2 separate regions of the Callithrix jacchus genome follow, and region 2 is linked to region 1. The links are chromatin contacts, called in public Hi-C maps. All regions are on one chromosome and are shown on one strand. The core of a region is the stretch at or near the end of the contact, and the rest is flanking DNA. Distances in the headings are between cores, read along the strand shown.

Evidence for each region. A called contact is a pair of places that touch in the nucleus more often than the background predicts.
Region 2: a contact with region 1 is called in a Hi-C map of skeletal muscle, with 6 times the contacts expected there. The contact joins the promoter of NOS1 here to the enhancer-like site in region 1. A contact is called at or near these places in 2 of 3 Hi-C or Micro-C datasets (both in skeletal muscle).

The regions. Positions count from the first base shown.
Region 1 is chr9:120,406,054-120,410,461 of calJac240_pri, forward strand. All of the region lies in intron 1 of NOS1 (nitric oxide synthase 1), which reads right to left. Among named protein-coding and RNA genes, the nearest start is that of NOS1, 72 kb to the right of the region's middle. Within about 2 kb of position 1,933, at least 1 of the 16 cell types and tissues checked has an H3K27ac peak or open chromatin away from gene starts, as enhancers often do. A contact at or near this core is called in skeletal muscle, where this site is marked.
Region 2 is chr9:120,478,557-120,483,011 of calJac240_pri, forward strand. NOS1 (nitric oxide synthase 1) reads right to left here and starts at 2,195. Exons shown (of 30, transcript XM_035257768.3): 1 at 2,126-2,195.

The sequences.
Region 1 (4,408 bases), core at 683-3,182:
GAACATACAGATTCTGTGATATTTACTTGCTCAATGCCCTCACGAGGGCAGGGTGGTCTGTTTCCTCTGTCACTCCAAGCCAGTGGTTCTCAAAGCGTGTTCCCTGAATGAGAAAGTCAGCATCACCTGAGAACTTGCTAGTGATGCCGATTCCAGAGCCCCACCTCAGATCATCTGAATCAGACACTCAGAGTGGGACTCTGCAATCTGCATCTTAAAGAGGCCAGCCAGGCAATTCTGATGCATGCTCAGGTTTGAGAACCTCTGTTCCCACCAAAACATGAGCAAATGTTTGTTTAAATAAGTGAAAGAAGAGTTTAGTGTTAAGCTATGTGATGACAGTAAGTCTCCCTTATTAGATGCCAACTGTATACCCAGCCCTGTGCATTATGCCCTTGAACCCACAAAGCCACCCTTTTATCCATCACTCAGCATTTCCTGTACTACTTTATCCCCAAGAAATGCCCCTTGGTCTGCCTCCTTGTCCTGCCTTCCTGGCCCATGGGAGGTGTTGGAAGAGTCACGGGGTGCTTCCTCTGTGTTCCTTCTGTTCCTATGGCATGCAGGTCCCCTCCCTCCCTTAAGCAGCCCCACCTGCCCAGGGCTTCTGATTTTGAAAAGGAATTTAGCTTTTGATCCTGTCTGGGTGTTTGGCTGGGGAAAGTCACTTGGACCGGCTTGCTGTGAAGGACAGCACCCATTGACCAGTTTTGTAGTTAGAGTAAGGAAGGGCCCTTGGAGATGGCTGCCTCCAATGTAGCATTTTACACTGAGGAGGCCAAGATCCTGGAAGGTCTGACAATCATCCAAGAGCAGCAGCCTCCAAGGACAGCAGCCTATCAGTGACAGATCAGTTTCTTGTCCTAACTCCCAGTTCAAGACACAGGGTCTGAGCTTCTTAAGAGCAGAGTGGGTGTCACTAAAGTGGCCCGGGGTCATGCTTCTGTAGGACCCAGGAACAACGAATGGAGAATAGGGTTGTTGGAGAGCCCAGAACCCCCAGGAGAGGTAGGAGCCTTACAGTTTCTGGGCATGTCAAAGACTCCCACAGATATTTACAGCACTCTGGCAGAGAAGAAAGAGGGAAGAGCCCTTAAGGCTTGAAGAGGCAGCCTGAGAATTAAAAACACTAGATAGGTGACTGGAACACCTGCTTTCAGACTTCGCACTTGCACTACTGTGCTGTGTGAGCTCAAGCAAACTCCTTGGCCTCTCTGGGTCTCAGAAGATCTTAACCTGAAGTTGGCCAAATCCCTGGAAGTATATACAAATCAACTGCAAGTGCATTTTGCTGGGATAGAAGGCTCGTAAGTGCGCAGTGGCTTTTTAAAGAGTGTGAAATCTTGGAAAGGTGAAAAGAAATTTCTTGCCTAAGAACCCGCTGGCAAATTTGGAGATGCCTGTAGCTCTAGGCAACCCGTTTTGCAGAGATGCAGTTTCCCAAATAACCAACAGATGGCGCGCTAAATCTTCGCTGTAGCCTTCCAGTTTGCCCGGAGACCAGCCAGCTAGGTCCATCGCTTCCTATACTCAGGTTTCAGGACCAGAGCCAAGGTCCCTGCTAAGCTGCGCTGACCTGGGTGGGTTGAGAATCCAGAATCGGCCCAGAGACTGTCTGCATTTCCTGGTTCCCAGCATCTGTCCACATAGAGAAGGCATTAAAAACAATGTGAGGGCATAGGCAGGAAATGGAATGGGGGTTGTAAGCACACCAGAGGACCAAGTAGAACATTGAGAGGAGTCCTAGGTTTGCTCTTTGTACCCTCAATTCAGTCCTTCGGATCTTCCCTTCACCCTCATTACAGAATTCCCTGCCCATCTCGACCCAATTCAAGACAACATATTGCGAAAATTCTCTAAGCCTGGAGTTCTGATGGTCTAAACGGCACTGGGGTATCAAGGGCTGGTCAAAGTATTTACATTTTGAAATCACTGTAAGGGAGAGGCCAGTGATTGCGAAGGTACATACTTCCAGGGAACATGAAGTGGGCTGGGTGTGAGACATCAGGGAGCAGTGGAGCTTGTGGCTGAGGAGTACATGCCCCACCTAAAGGCGTTCACATTCAAATGTTTCCAAAGTAGCATTCCCACCCAATTAAATCACTTGGGCCACTAGTATAAGAGCTCTGACCAAGGAAATGGGTTTCAGCCTGGTTAGTGGAGCTGTTTGGTGGGAAAGGAGGTCTTAATCAGGATGTAAAATAGTGGCTCCCAAACTCTCAGATGTGTAAGCATTCCCAGGCCGGGCGCGGTGGCTCACGCCTGTAATCCCAGCTCTTTGGGAGGCCGAGGCGGGTGGATCACGAGGTCAAGAGATCGAGACCATCCTGGTCAACATGGTGAAACCCCGTCTCTACTAAAAATACAAAAAATTAGCTGGACACAGTGGCGCGTGCCTGTAATCCCAGCTACTTGGGAGGCTGAGGCAGGAGAATTGCCTGAACCCAGGAGGCAGAGGTTGCGGTGAGCCGAGATCGCGCCATTGCACTCCAGCCTGGGTAACAAGAGCGAAACTCCGTCTCAAAAAAAAAAAAAAAAAAAAAAAACAGAATTCCCTAAGAAGGGGAATACCAGTTCCTTGATCCTGACTCCAGAGATTTGGAGTTTGTAGATCTAGGATGGTACCCAAGAGGCTGTATTTTTAATAAGCTCTTCAGAGGAAACTGAGGCAGGTTGTCTTCTTTCTAAATTGGCTACTCTGTGCTGGTAAGTCCACCCCAGTGTGCTGGGCTAGGTCCTTACACTTGACCAGCAGATAACTGGAGTTAAATGACAGAACTTCTCAGCACCAATGACTCTGCTTCCCCCAAAATGAAAGCAGAGATCTCTTACAATTCTGCCCTCCCTACCATACCACAGACATGCAAAAAGATGACATGGGTTGACTTATTTCTAAGAATTAGGCAAATTCTGAGACCAGTCCCTAGGATAATGGGGAGGTGGTTGAAAGAGGAATAGGGGAAATTCTAGCCCAGTGTTCTGGAAAGTTCCCCAAACCAGGGTCAGGGTACCTGACTTTTTAATCTAACTCTAGCCTCCCTCTGCTGTGTGACCTTGGGAAAGGACCCTTCCCTTTTTGGACCTTAACTTCATGAATAAAATTAGGGAGTGGTAGAGTGGAGCATAGCTTCCTCCTCTGTTCTAGGACCATCGTGGGCTCTCCAGCAGTGTCTTGGGGTCTGCCTGTCATGCAAGCCAAGGGGGATGGTGGGGATCAGTGCTATGGGCCCCCCCCGGTCTCCTTCTCCACTTAGAGCTCTTCTGTTTTTAATCTGTCGGTGTATCTGTCTCCTTCATTCAGCTTTCATTGAGGGCTATGGTCTGGCGTCTTCTAGCATACATGTGTCATTCACTTATTCCTCTTTCTGGTGGTCCCTGTGCCTGGCACTGTGCCAGGGTGCTGGGACAACCAAGATCCCCAGGCAGGCTTCTGGCTTATGCAGTGCTCCCAGTCAGTAGGGTATCAGACAAGCTCATAGTCCATAGGCTTTAACAACCAAGCCTGCTAGCGTGCTGACGCTTTGCAGCCTACACTGCCCAGAACCATGGAAAGGGATCCTGCTGGCCTCACCCTGACTTTTAAAGCCTTAATGAGAGAACCCACTTTGCTCTCCACAGCCTGACAGCCTAGAGCTCTGTTAGCTTCGTATGCTTTGACATTTGATTTATTCAAACAGACATGTGAGCAAACTGTCTTAGACTCTTCTCTAATTGTTTGGAAGAGGGGAGGGCACAACAATATGGTGTGATGTAAAAGCTTCGGAGTCAGTCCCGGGCTTCACTACTTCCTAGCTGTGCAATCTTAGGCAAGTTAATTACCCCTTCTGAGGCTCAGCTTTCTCATCTGGCAAAACTGGGGAAAATCATAATCCCTACTTCATAGGATTGTGCTGATTAAAGGAGAGTGGATTTGAGGCCCTCAGCACAGTCTTTGGTGCATGGTACATGCACAACAAATGGTAACGCCTTCTCTTCCTATTATTATTATTGCTAGTGTGAGGTTCCTGCCTCTGTGTTGCGATTAGGAGCTCTGTGAGGGGTAGGAGCCATGTCTGAATCTATTCTGATATTCTCCAGTATGCCTAGCAGTTTGCCAGCACATCCCAGGAATTCAGCTACTGAATTCAATTGCATGGAGGATTTAGGACAATTTCTCTAGACCGGCACCTCTCAAAGTGCTTTCCCCAGACCAGCATCACCTGGGAACTTGCTAGAAATGCAAATTTTATAAATCCACTCTAGACCTAGTGAATCAGCAACCCTGGGCCTGGGACCTGGCAAGCTGGGTTTTGAGAAGAATCCAGTGATTTCTGGTGCACTTTCAAATTTGGGAATCACTTCTCTGTATCAGTAATCTTCAAATTTGTTTTAGCTGGGGCATTGAAGAAAATCTTCTAATGGGATTATA
Region 2 (4,455 bases), core at 945-3,444, 73 kb after region 1:
ACTGGGGTTTAATTGACACCAGGTGGCCCCTCCCCAGGGGCAGGCTGGGAGGCGGCTCTGCCGGGTTGGGAGGCCAAGCCTTGGGCAGGGGGGTTGCACCCAGACCAGGCCAGTTCAGGCCTCCCCGGGAGAGACGAGGGCAGTCAGGCAGTCGCCGGCCACCCCTCCCTTCCTCTCCTGCCGGCTGCCTCCATGGCACGGCCCTGACTTCCCCAGGCTCTGACCTTTCTTACATTTAGAGGTGGCAGCAGCAGTGGCAGCGTCTGCCCAGGAGGAGGGCAGCTCAGGTTTCCCCCCAGCTGGCTGGGGGCAGCCAGGAGTGAAAGTGCTGGGTTTGCAGGGACCAGGCTGTGCCTGCTGGATCCTGCGTGAGGCCACCCATGGCGGTCACAAAGGATCCCGTGAACTATCTTTTATTGGACACATACTATATGCCAGGCTGGGCATGGTGCCCACATTGTCCCCTCTTAAATCTCATGTGCCCCCAAAAGGTGGGTATTTATAAACCCACTTTGCAAGATGAAGAAACAGACACAGAGAAGCTAAGCTTCTTCCCCAGCGTCACACAGCAGAAGAGCCAGAATGCACAACCAGCTGTATCTGACATGGAGTCAGGGATTTTCATCACCACCTGCAAAGTAGATAATATCATCCCCAGTTTTGAGATGAGAAAATTGAGGCTCAGAGAGGGGAAGCCAGTTCTCGAAGTCACACAGCAAAGTATGGAACGTGGATTTGCCACTATGTGGGTTGGGCCAGTTTGCCAGGGAAAATAAAGCCCACTGCTGAAATTCAAGCCTTCTTCCCTGACCCACATGTGTTCCTGCTTATATTAGGGCTCCAGGTTTGAGCCACTGTTTGGGGTTTAGGAGAAAGAGCACTGGACATAGAGTCAGAAGACCTGTGCTCAACTTGCTGTGTGACCTTGAGCAAGTTACTCGACCTCTCTGGGCTTTGCTGCAGCTGCTGTGAACCCCAAATGGGACACCACACGGAAAAAGCTTTGTGACTTGGGTTTACAGGGCAGGATGAGGAAGTACCGAAGTAACCCACTCTGCCCTGGGATCCCTTCCCAAAGGCCCCCAACCCTGTTCTTTCTCTTTACTGCTGGAGAGTGGGACCCAGCAGCAAGGAGCTCACAGCTTCTACAAGCGCACAGGGTTCAGATTCTGGCTCCAATCTGAGTCTCACAAAGTGTGTGACCTTCAGAAACCATTTCATTCTCTAGTCTCAATCTCTCCTTTCTAAAAACGTGCTCCCAGGTGCTCCTGCCCTGCCTGGGCTGCGTGAAAATAAATGAGATAATACTCAGCACCTGCCTCTTAATTCAACATTTATCAAGCACCTGCTAGACATGGGTCACTGTGCTGGGGATATAATTTTTACAGGAACAATGTTCTTGTAAAAACAAAGCCAGTTGGCTGGGTGCGGCGGCTCACACCTGTAATCCCAGCACTTTAGGGGGTCAAGGCAGGCAGATCACCTGAGGTCAGGGGTTTGAGACCAGCTTGGCCAACATGGTGAAACCCCATCTCTACTAAAAATACAAAAAAATTAGCCAGGTGCAGTGACAGATGCCTGTAATCCCAACTACTCGGGAGGCTGAGGTAGGAGAATCACTTGAACCCCAGAGGTGGAGGTTGCTGTGAGCCGAGAACATGCCATTGCACTCAAGCCTGGGTGACAAGAGTGAAACTCCGTCTCAAAAAATGAAAGAAAAAACAAAGTCGGTCATTCGTGCCTTTGTGGTGGAGACAGAAAAATGTAAAAATCCCACAAAAATAAATATGTAATTCCTTGTGTTATGTGCTTGACAAATAGAAGTAGCCATTGTTGTTGTCGTTTATGCACTTATTCCACAGAAGAACTCACTGAGGACCTACTATGTACCAGGTCCTGTTCTAGTCATTGGGGAGATAGCAGTGACCAAAACAGACAAAGCTGTTAGCCATGGGGGCCTCCCGAGCTAGGCATGTCTGCTTAAAAATTAACCATGACAATAAATAGCAATAATAAACCATGACAACATACGGCAATAATCATTATTGTATTACTATTCTCAGGCAACACAGGTTACCCCCAACACATTGGATGCCCCGGTTTTCTCACTGGTAGAATTACATACCCGTCTGCTGCCATCTGGCCCTCAGGGAGCTCCAAGCTGGAGCATGGGATTCCAGAATGTTCTTAAGTCTGATCCACAGTGAAGCTCATGGGCCCTTTTTGGTCTGTCTTGTGGGCACTCTGGCAGGCGGCTCATCCCCTGGCATAGACCCAGACCCCACGTGGGTTGGGAGAAGCTGAGCCTGTGACTCAGCCAGCCTGGCTTGTCAACCAGAGATGAGAAGGGAGCAGGCAGCTGGTTGGGCTGTTAGCCATGGGGGCCTCCTGGGCTAGGCATGGGGCAGGTGCCTGGGCACAGAGTGAGGCTTTGGGATGACAGGGCTCTAAGCTCAGGTGACTGCACCCTGGCCCCTGGTGGTTGTGGGTGTCTCTGGTAAAGATAATTTTTTTTTTTTTTTTTTTTTGAGATGGAATCTCTCTGTCACCCAGGCTGGAGTGCAGTGGTGCAATCTCGGCTCACTGCAACCTCTGCCTCCTGGTTCAAGCAATTCTCTCGCCTCAGCCTCCTGAGTAGCCTGGACAACAGGCACGTGCCACCATGCCTGGCTAATTTTTTTGTATTTTTAGTAGAGACAAGGTTTTGCCGTTTTGGCCAGGCTGGTCTCAAACTCCTGACCTCAGGTGATCCACCTGCCTCAGCTTCCTAAAGTGCTTGGAATACAGGTGTGAGCCACCACTCCTGGCCAAGAATATTCTTATAAGAATCGAGGAGTATGCTGCCCTGTGAGGGAATGAGCTCCCCATCAATCAAAGAACTCCAGCAGGAAGTTGTAGAGAGGACTCCAGAATTGCCTGTTCATTTGTCAGATTTACCCATGAGACTGAGCTCTACCTTTAGGTCTTGTTTACACCATCAAACCTCCAGTGTATGGCACAAAGCACGTCACATAGTAGTCGGCAAATATTTCTTATATTCATATATGTACAGATCAGAATGTTCTTTCTGTGACCACATGAGACTTTGACAAGTAGCCCTTCCATTTTATTCATTTGTCTCTTCATTCAACAGATATATCCTGAGCGCCTACTATGCACCAGACACTCTTTTAGGCACTGGAGATATAGCAGTGACCAAGACTGACAAAAATTTCTGCCTTTGTGAAGTCTACCATCTCATGATTGGACTTTCATTTTTATTTTTTAGAGGCAGGGTATTAGTCTGTTCTCACACTGCTGATGAAGACACACCCAAGAATGGGTAATTTATGAAGGAAAGAAGTTTAATGGACTCACAGTTCCACGTGGCTGGGGAGGCCTCACACTCATGGCAGAAGGCAAAGGAGGAGCAAAGTCATGTCTGACATGGCGGCGGCAAGAGACAGCGTGTGCAGGGGAACTCCCCTCTATAAAACCATCAGATCTCATGAGACTTATTCACTATCATGAGAACAGCATGGGAAAGACCCACCCCTGTGATTCAATTACCTCCCATCAGGTTCCTCCCACAGCATATGGGAGTTATGGGAGCTACAATTCAAGATGAGATTTGGGTGGGGACGCAGCCAAACCATATCAGACAGGGTCTTGTTCTGTCTCCTACAGGCTGGAGGGCAGTAGTGTGGTCACAGCTCACTGCAGCCTCAAACTCCTGAGCTCAGGCAATCCTCCCACCTCAGCCTCCTGAGTAGCTGGGACTATAGGCATGTGCCACCACGCCTGGCTAATTTTTTCATCTTTTTCAGAGACAGGGTCCCATTCACGACTGGACTTTATGCCGGGTCATTTCCACAGCTGTTAATCATGTTCATCACAATACTAGCCATTGCCTTAGGGTTCTGAACCTCGGCCCTAGTAACATTTGGTGGATAACTCTTTGTGGTGAGGGCTGTCCTGTGCACTGCAGGATTTCAGCAGCATCCCTGGCCTCTACCCACTAGATGCCAGTAACAACCTCCTTTCTGCCTCCCTCCTCATCCCGAAATGTCTTTAGACACTGCCAGAGACCCTGAAGGAGTGATAACATTGTCCCTGGTTGGAAATCATAGTCCTCTATGAAGCACCAACTACGGGACAGGCACTTTACGTTCATTAATTTGCTTAATCTCTACAATAACTCCAGGAGGCAGGGATAATTGCTATTTCTATTTTACAGAAGAGGAAACAGAAAAGACCAGTCACTTGCTTATGGCTCCCAATCTGTGCACCCAGCCCTCTGATGCACAGCTTCCAGAACCCCCTGTGCAGAAGGCAGAGGGTGAACAGCCCGAGCTCATGCACAGCTGCAGAGACCAAGCCTAGAGCAGTGTGTCTCTCACCTGGACCCTTGTAGCGTTCTCTTCTGGTTCCACTCTGTGGCCTCTTGCAGAGCACAGGGATTGGGACCTTCAGAGA